Linked DNA regions of Zea mays: region 1 is linked to region 2. A link is a contact called in public Hi-C data. All regions are on one chromosome and are shown on one strand. The core of a region is the stretch at or near the end of the contact, and the rest is flanking DNA. Distances in the headings are between cores, read along the strand shown. Region 1 holds the start of LOC103646666 (transketolase, chloroplastic-like). Region 2 holds the start of LOC100382953 (palmitoyltransferase ZDHHC20).

Region 1 (4,266 bases), core at 897-3,396, 310 kb after region 2:
CGAGGTTGAGGCCGAGCCCTGGGGTCGGGCGAGGCGGAGACCTCCTTCCGAGGCCGAGGCCTAAGGTCGGGCGAGGCTCAGCTTCCTGTTGCGCTTGAGGCTGAACTTGGCTGTTGTCAGCCTCACCCTGGCGGGTGGCACAGCAGTCGGAGCGGGGCGAGCGACACTGTTTTCCTGTCAGGTCGGTCAATGAAAGGGCGAAGTGACTGCGGTCACTTCGACCTCGCCGACTGAAGCACGCGTGTCAGGATAAGGTGTCAGGCGATCCTCGCATTGAATGCGCCTGCGATACGGTCGGTTGGTGAGGTGATTTGGCCAAGGTTGCTTCTCGACGAAGCCTTGACCTGAGTTGGGCCTCAGGCGTGCCGAGGGTGCGCCCACTGCCTGAGGGGGCCCTCGGGCGAGGCGTGAATTCGTCTGGGACTACTGTTCCCGCCCGAGGCCGGGTTCGGACGAGACGAGATCGCGTTCCTTTGTAGACGAAGCCTTGACCTGAACCGCACACATCAGGCTTTGCGATTTGTGCTGACGGTGGTTACCAGCCATGTTTAGGAGTGTTGGGGGTACCCCTAGTTACGGTACCCGACAATTATGCTTGCTTATTCTATTCTCACATGTTGTAGTTTACTATTTAGGGGTTTTCAGTATTTTGGAATTGTTTCCACGGATGATTTTTTCTCATAAGAATTGTGTGAATCCAAACCTTCCATTCCAATACCTCACGGCAGGTCTCTCTGCATCGAAGCCGGATGATCCGCGTCTTATGGTCGGACAGTTCGCGCATGTGCAGGCGGCGGCCTTCACCAACAGTAACTGGATCTCGCTCTTGGGAGGTATCCTGTCGGAGAGGAGAGATCCTAGATTTTGTCTTAGTATTGGCATGCCACCCAAGACGTCTTTAGACGACTTAGAACTGAAGAGAGGTGAAAATTGAGAAGAAGAAAACTATGTTACTATGTACTCATATGGCAAAAGGTAAATAACATATATTACCTATAATTCGATTGTTGGTGTTTTAATCGGCCGTATCCTTTCAAATATATAAGTGGGAGGTGTCTAGACTCGTTTCTAGATGTTCTTTAACAGCTCTACTGAGATTATAAAGATAAACATGTGAAGAAATATGAGTTTAATCGTCTCATTTAATACTATCATGTATAGATGTCCAAACAGTGCGGGCCGCCCGTTTGGCCCGTGACACGGCACGAATTTAGCCCGGTCCAAACACGGCCCGGCACGGTCGGTTACGGGCCCGGGCCGGCACGGCCCGTTTAGCGGGCCGGGTATGGGCACATACGGCGGCCCGCGTGCTTTGGCCCGGCCCGGCACGATAAATGGGTCGGCACGACGGCGGCCCGCATATTTATGTAAATACTAAATATATAAATACATTTAATTCTCTCATAATATGTAAATACTAAATACGCGGCCAAACATATATAAAATGCATACATAAATATTTTGTTGTCTTAATATATATAAATAATATGTTATTATATATGATTAATTATGTTAAATATATGTATTTATATACCGTTCTACTGTTGGTTCGGGCTAGTGCCCGGCCCGGTCCGTTGAGGCCCACCGGGCCAACGGGCCGGCCCGGCACGATTTTTCCCTGTGCGTGCCGGGTTTGGGCATGTCTCTAGGCACGTGGGCCAGCCCGACCCGGCCCGAAGCATCAACGGGCCGTGCCTGGCTCGGCCCTATTCGTACCGGGCCGAAACGGGTTCGGACCGGGTCCGTGCCGGGTGGCCCGTTTGGACATCTATACTATCATGTATCCTCACACTCACATATATGACCGGACTATCCGGCCAGACCGTCCAGGCTTCAATACTTCCGGCCATGCATAGTGCGTAAATGGTGCTCAATACATATGTTGTTTGTTCTCGCTATGCACTAACATGTTATTGATAATTTGTGTGCGGTCGCGCATGCGCATTTTACGATTAGAAAATCCATTCTCCGTACCGTTCGTCAATCTATCTATTCTAACAATCCAAACGCCACCAGTAATTGCCCCGGAGCAAACACGTCAAGCGAGACGTGGCATAATTCAGTTGCTTCCATGCCGGGCCCACTACATTTGGTGAGCAGCCTACACTTTCCGGGACTAGGTGTCACGCCGCTACGCCACCTCCGCACTGCCGCATTGACTGGCCCCTCTTCGTTAACGATTAACGTGATCGCGACGCGCGTCCGAGAAGCATCCGCCTTCCGTCCGCAGACCGCAACCATGGTGACACCAGCCTCCACCGCCCCTGCGTCCACCGCTTCCGCCGCCGCGGCGACCGGCTCCGGCCGCGGCGTACTCCGCCTCCTCCGCTATCCCGCCCGCTGCCTCCTTCCTTTGGCTGCGGCGCCCAGGACAGGCACGCGGCTGACCACCGTGCTCCGCGCAAGAACCCAGCCGGCGGAGCCCGAGCTGGTGGAGCAGTAGGTGAACACTATCCGGTTCCTGGCCGTCGACGCCGTGGAGAAGGCGCATTCTGGCCATCCAGGCCTCCCCATGGGCTGCGCGCCGCTGGGACACGTTCTATTCGACGAGTTCCTCCGGTTCAACCCGAAGAACCCCGCCTGGTTCGACCGCGACCGCTTCGTGCTCTCCGCCGGCCACGGGTGCATGATCCAGTACGCTCTCCTCCACCTCGCTGGGTACAATGGCGTCAAGGTGAGCTATTGAGTATTGACAGAACCCACTCCATGTTTCTACCCTATCCACGCACACAGAGACGCACACACCTCTCTGTCTGATTTTGGGTTTTGCTGCTAAACACCGGCGTTGAAGAATTTCGGGCTGCAAAACTTGAATATGTACTATTTTAGTCCTGAAACTGCCAAGTGATACTGATCACCTCAATCAATTGGACGACGCAAGTCGCAACTCTCTCATCGTTGTCAGATTTTATTTTAGGATTTTTTAGCAAAGGTTTGAGACTTTAAAGAGAGTTTTGTGAACCGAAATCCGTAGATGGTAGAGATCTGTATTACGAATTTAGTGCTTGCAAATTGAAATAAATTGTTCTGGAAAGCAGAAAAGGCTGATAAGCTGAAAGCTTTTCAGAGTGAATACCGATCCACCAACATGGTATTGTGTACTTTGTTTCTTATCCTATTATTCTCTTCTTTCCAATCATTTATGCTCATTTCTATGTGACTATTCCTCCTTTTGTCGGGTGATCTTTCTCTGCTTATAATTTTGATAACCATGTTTACTGGCGCAGATGGACGATCTGAAAACTTTCCGACAATGGAGAAGCAGAACTCCTGGTCACCCAGAAAATTTTGAAACACCTGGCGTTGAAGTCACCACAGGTTGCCAGCTGAAACATTTTAAATTTTGCTTTGCCTTCTTCTGATACTTAAATTGATATCTAAACTTTTCTGATGCCATGTAGGTCCTCTTGGGCAGGGTTTTGCAAATGCTGTTGGACTAGCACTTGCTGAGAAACATCTAGCTTCACGTTTCAACAAGACTGACATGAAAGTCGTGGACCATTACACGTAAATTACTAGCCACTTGCATTATAATTGGAATTACTTTCGTGATGCACAATTTGTGATGTTGGTAATATGGTGTTGCTACTCGGTGCTCTTACCTAGGTATGTTATACTTGGGGATGGTTGCCAAATGGAAGGTGTTTCGAATGAAGCGGCCTCTCTTGCTGGTCACTGGGGCCTTGGAAAATTGATAGCTTTTTATGATGACAACCACATATCAATTGATGGTAATACAGATATTGCATTCACTGAAGATGTGCTTGCACGATATGAGGCACTAGGGTGGCATACAATCTGGGTGAAGAATGGCAACACTGGGTATGATGACATACGTACTGCAATAAACGAAGCCAAGGGAGTTAAAGACAAGCCAACTCTTATCAAGGTAACTGGCAGTCTGGTATTAATGTTGTTTTATTTATTCATTTACTTGTCATTTTGGTGCTACTTCATGAGATAAATGGCACATTATAGGTGACTACCACTATTGGTTTTGGATCTCCGAACAAGGCCAACACATATAGTGTTCATGGTAACGCTTTAGGTTCAAAAGAGGTAGAGGCAACTAGAAGCAACCTTGGCTGGTTTCATGAGCCTTTCCATGTTCCAGATGAGGTGAAGAGGTATGTTTCATTCAGCAATGATGTCATTGCTAAACCCATGCTGCGCTGTAAGAGAAAACTACTATAATTAGGTAATTGAGTTCACTTTCGGGCATGTTTGGATGCCCATGTATCCTCCATCCAATCCATGGGTTTTGGA
Region 2 (4,440 bases), core at 1,066-3,565:
GAAGAAATAGAAGATGGTTGAATCTAGGTGCACCAGACCCAGTGAGTGTACAACAAACCGATGTACCAGACCAGCTTGCCAGGAAGCTGCTCTCGGGGTTTCAACGAGTTGGGGCACCAGATCGGTCCCAACTGTAGGTAACGACTAGCTGATGTGGCGTGCATCAGACCACGCGGGTGGCACACCTAACCGGCACTGTAGATGTCAGCAGCCAATGGCTTGCTGACGTGAAGGCACCAGACCGGTCTGGTGCGGCATAGACTAGCATAATTCCTTTAATGGCTACTTTTGAGTGAGGTCTCTATATATACCCCTTTGGCTAGCCATTGATTGTGTGGGATCTCAAGCAACATACCAACACATGTGATACACATCTCCAAGGCTTCAAACACCCAATTGTCTAATAGAATCACTCGGTGATTAGCATAGCTGCTTTGCGAAGTGCTTAGGTTAGTTAGACCGCTTATGTGCTTGCTCTATGCTATTCCTAGTTAGTTGAGTAAGTTTAAAACCCATCAAACCTCTCGGCTCTTGCGTGAGCCGTTGTAATATTGTACTGAGTGAGGCGAGAGTCTTGCGAGACCGCATCAACCACATTTGTAGTGCGGCCGCTATCATGTACCGGAGGGATCGAGGCCCACGACGATTCAACTAAAGGCTCAATAGTGGAGACGTCGGGGAGCATCCGAGAGGAGTCGGAAGCGGAGCACTCCTTGCGCGTGGAGAAGGTCCACGACTCTGTACGGAGTTACTTGACTGTGGTGCTTGGCACTCGCGTGGACTACCCTTTACGTAGGGGCACCAATGAGGATTAGTCAGAACCTTGCGCGGTTCTGGATACCACGGTAAAAATACTGACATGACACATGAGTTTACATTCTCTACATTTGCTCTTTAGTTTCCGCATTTACATTAAGTACTTAAGTTTCAAACTCTATATTCCTAGTTTAGGATATTTAGGATTGAATCTTAGATTGCATAACTCTTTTGCGGTAGAGATATCAACACTTAGACAAAATCTAGTTTGCATATTCTTGTTTAGTTATTTGCATAGATTTGTTTAGGAGATTTATTTGTGGCCTAGATTAAATAGATTTCTTGAAGCCCTAATTCATCCATCCCTCTTAGACGTCTGCGTTTCTTTCAGAAGCTGCTAAAAAGAATATAGGAAAGGTTTCTATTTGATATTTGACTTTTGCTTCGTTGTTTTTCTAGTTCTATTGCTTACACGTATTGTTTGTCCAGGTGAATAAGGCCGCTAAGGAAGCCGAAGCAAGTAAGGAAGCGCAGAGGTTAAAAAACTCGATGGTATTTTGCTTATTTGTTTACTAAAACTCTTGTTCTGATCATGCATGCTTTCTTAATAATTTTTTTGTTATAGGTGCCCTTCTACCGGAGTTCAAATAATATATTTCCGAAAATGATTCAGAGCTGAAGGAGTCGTTGGCCCTCATTGATATCATGAATAAGGCAATAGACCAAGATGTATTGAAAATTTATAATGACGTTACAAATGAAGTTTTGAAAGAGAATTAATACACTCTTCTGTAAGAAAACTTTGTAAATGCATTTGTGTAATAAAAAACTTTATGTGTTTGTTGTACTATACTTTGTGACACGTGAAACCAAAATGAGTGCTTTTGGGGTGAAGGCAAAAAACATCATCTTCTTTTCACGCGTAACAAAGGCATAAATTCATTATATTCTTGGCAGTAAAATGAAGGCTAAGTGCTTTGATGCAATGGAAAACACCATTTCGGCTTTCATTTACAACACATGCACTAAAAACGAAAAATTCGATTTATCATTCTAAAGTTTAGCGACCGTAGATTCTACTTATGGGGTGTTTGGTTTTAGAGACTAATTTTTAGTCCCTCCAATTTATTCCACTTTAGTCACTAAATTGTCAAATATGGAAACTAAAATAAAGTCATAGTTTCTATATTTTGCAATTTATAGACTAAAGTGGAATAAAATGGAGAGACTAAAAATTAGTCCCTAGTAACCAAACACTACCTTATATTAACCGCGTCACTGGGTTTTTGTTACGTATGCTTCATCGTTGTACACAGAAATAGACTTGGGATTTGACATAATTTTTAGCAATTTTCAGCGAACTTCGTAAGGATTCAGTTATTAATTCGCTTTGAAAATAGGACCAAGCGACATGGAAAACGTAGAACGCGTCACCGAAGCAAATCTAGAAGCAAGGAACAAGGACGCGGCGAGGTCCACCTCCAGCTCTACCTGCCCGGCTGGCGGCTGCCCCCGTCTTCGTCTTCCTTAATCTCAAATTCCCAATCCTCCTCCGACGCCTTGTTTCTGGATCATCCAGCGGGGGGACGCCGGTGTATTGCTCGGTCCTCCTCCCTGGTTGCCCGAGGCAGCCGTGACGGAGGCGGAGGTAGCGGGGGGGACCATGTACAGATCGGCGGGGGTCGCGATGGCGTGGAACGTGTTCCGGTTCTGCACGGCTCTCCGTGGGCTGGGTTCCATCATGATCCTACTCGTCCTCGCCATCGTCGGCGTTACCTACTACGCTGTCGTCCTCTGCAACTACGGCCCCGCCCTCCTCACCGGCGGCGGCACCACTCTCGCCGCGCTCGCTGTCCTGCTCCTCTTCCACTTTCTGGTGCGTAGCCTCACGTAGCTAGGGAGTGGGGTGGGGAGATTCGGATGGGTCGTCCTTCCGGAGAAATATCTGCTCTTTTGGTGGTGAAGATGCTAACATCAGCGGGATCGGGTATCATTGGGTGCCGATCTTAGTTCTTGGGAGCAATTTTGTTATATCGTATGGATTTTGAACATCACTGGATGCGACTGTCTTGATTCGGCTACAATTATTGTTTTACTAATATTTTTTTCTGACAACATGGTAGGTTTGTTTAATAGAGGATACGTCAAATGTTAAAATGGAGCCAACTATGCTGAAAGAAGTTTAATAAGAAAAATAAACTTTCCTAGATGATCTAATCCAATACATTTGAGCGCTACTGATTATAGAACCATAAGGTTGGCTGAACTTCTGGTGCTTTGCCTACCAACATAGTTAACTGTAAACACTAGTAAAATTATGTTACACCGTTCTCTCTCAGTTTTGTTTAGTGTGCTAATAGGATAATTTACTCTCTGTTTTGCAGCTTGCTATGCTTTTATGGAGTTATTTTTCTGTGGTGCTCACTGACCCTGGTTCTGTTCCACCAAATTGGAATCTTGATTTTGATGCGGAGAGGGGAGAAACTGCTCCTCTCACTAGCTCAGAGTTCAGTAGCCAGATGAATTCACAGCAATCTGTGGCTCTTGGCAATACGGCAAATCCAAGGGCTAGGTACTGTAGGAAATGCAACCAGTTGAAGCCACCTCGGTGCCACCATTGCTCTGTTTGTAAGTATATGGATCAGCTTTATGTTTTGCCAGCTGTCATGAATCGACTAATATCATTTTTGTGTGCTTTGCCTCTACATGATTTCAGGTGGAAGATGTGTTCTTAAGATGGATCATCATTGTGTGTGGGTGGTTAATTGTGTTGGGGCACTGAACTACAAATACTTTCTTCTGTTCCTGGTATAATACTACTATACCTGATATATGCTCCTTTTTGAGTAGGAAGATAGATTGACCTTTGGGTTTCAAAGTTTGTGGTTGATGCATTAATGAGGTGTTTGGTTTGATGAATCACTCTATCCAAAATGAAGTGGTGAATCATGAGTCCATTACTCAAATTTGGTGGGATGACTCCATTCCACATATTAGTACTAAACAACTAACTATGAGGAATGAGGTGGTGATGCATTAACTCACTCCATTCCACAAACCAAACAAAAAAGTGAGGAGTGAGAAGATGATAGACTACATTATTCCTCAAACCAAACACTCCATAAGTTTTTATAAAAAAACTTGTCCAGTGGTGGAAGATGGCCCCATGGTATTGCACAAGGCCAATCTTAGGCTGTCTCCAACAACTCCCCTATCCTATTCCCTATCTTATCCGCTATTTGAAACTTCACTCTGTAAATAGTGTTAAACATTGCCATCTATAGTGCCACATCCTCTATTTTACACGGTCTGCCGATGACAATCTTAGTGGGGGTTTCATCCTCATTTATTAATGGTGACACATCTACAAAAGTGATGAGGTGGCAAATAAATTAAAAGGAGAGAGAGGAGTTGAGTTTGAGCCCCATGCTATGTTTTCTGGTCGCTCGACCAGCTAGTTGAACTGGGAGAACGACCAGACGACTAATCTCGATTAGTCGTCGACTAGGTCGACTAATCGACCTCTGGTCGACCTGGTCGTTTACTAGTCGTCCTGTTCATCCAGGACCTATGTATATAGTATATACTGTATAGTATATAGTATATAGTATATACTATATAGTATATAGTATATACTATATAGTATATACTATTATACTATATAATATATAATTATATAACTAT

What was found. Hi-C and Micro-C count contacts between places; a contact is called where the count stands out from the background.
Region 1: a contact with region 2 is called in a Hi-C map of leaf, with 4 times the contacts expected there. The contact joins the promoter of LOC103646666 here to the promoter of LOC100382953 in region 2. A contact is called at or near these places in 3 of 25 Hi-C or Micro-C datasets (ear and leaf).

What each region holds. Positions count from the first base shown.
Region 1 is chr2:89,231,058-89,235,323 of Zm-B73-REFERENCE-NAM-5.0, forward strand. It overlaps LOC103646666 (transketolase, chloroplastic-like), which reads left to right and starts at 2,147. Exons shown (of 7, transcript XM_008671369.4): 1 at 2,147-2,674; 2 at 3,228-3,318; 3 at 3,402-3,507; 4 at 3,607-3,889; 5 at 3,979-4,127. The coding sequence starts at 2,513.
Region 2 is chr2:88,916,186-88,920,625 of Zm-B73-REFERENCE-NAM-5.0, forward strand. It overlaps LOC100382953 (palmitoyltransferase ZDHHC20), which reads left to right and starts at 2,316. Exons shown (of 7, transcript NM_001175638.1): 1 at 2,316-2,632; 2 at 3,141-3,384; 3 at 3,473-3,564. The coding sequence starts at 2,420.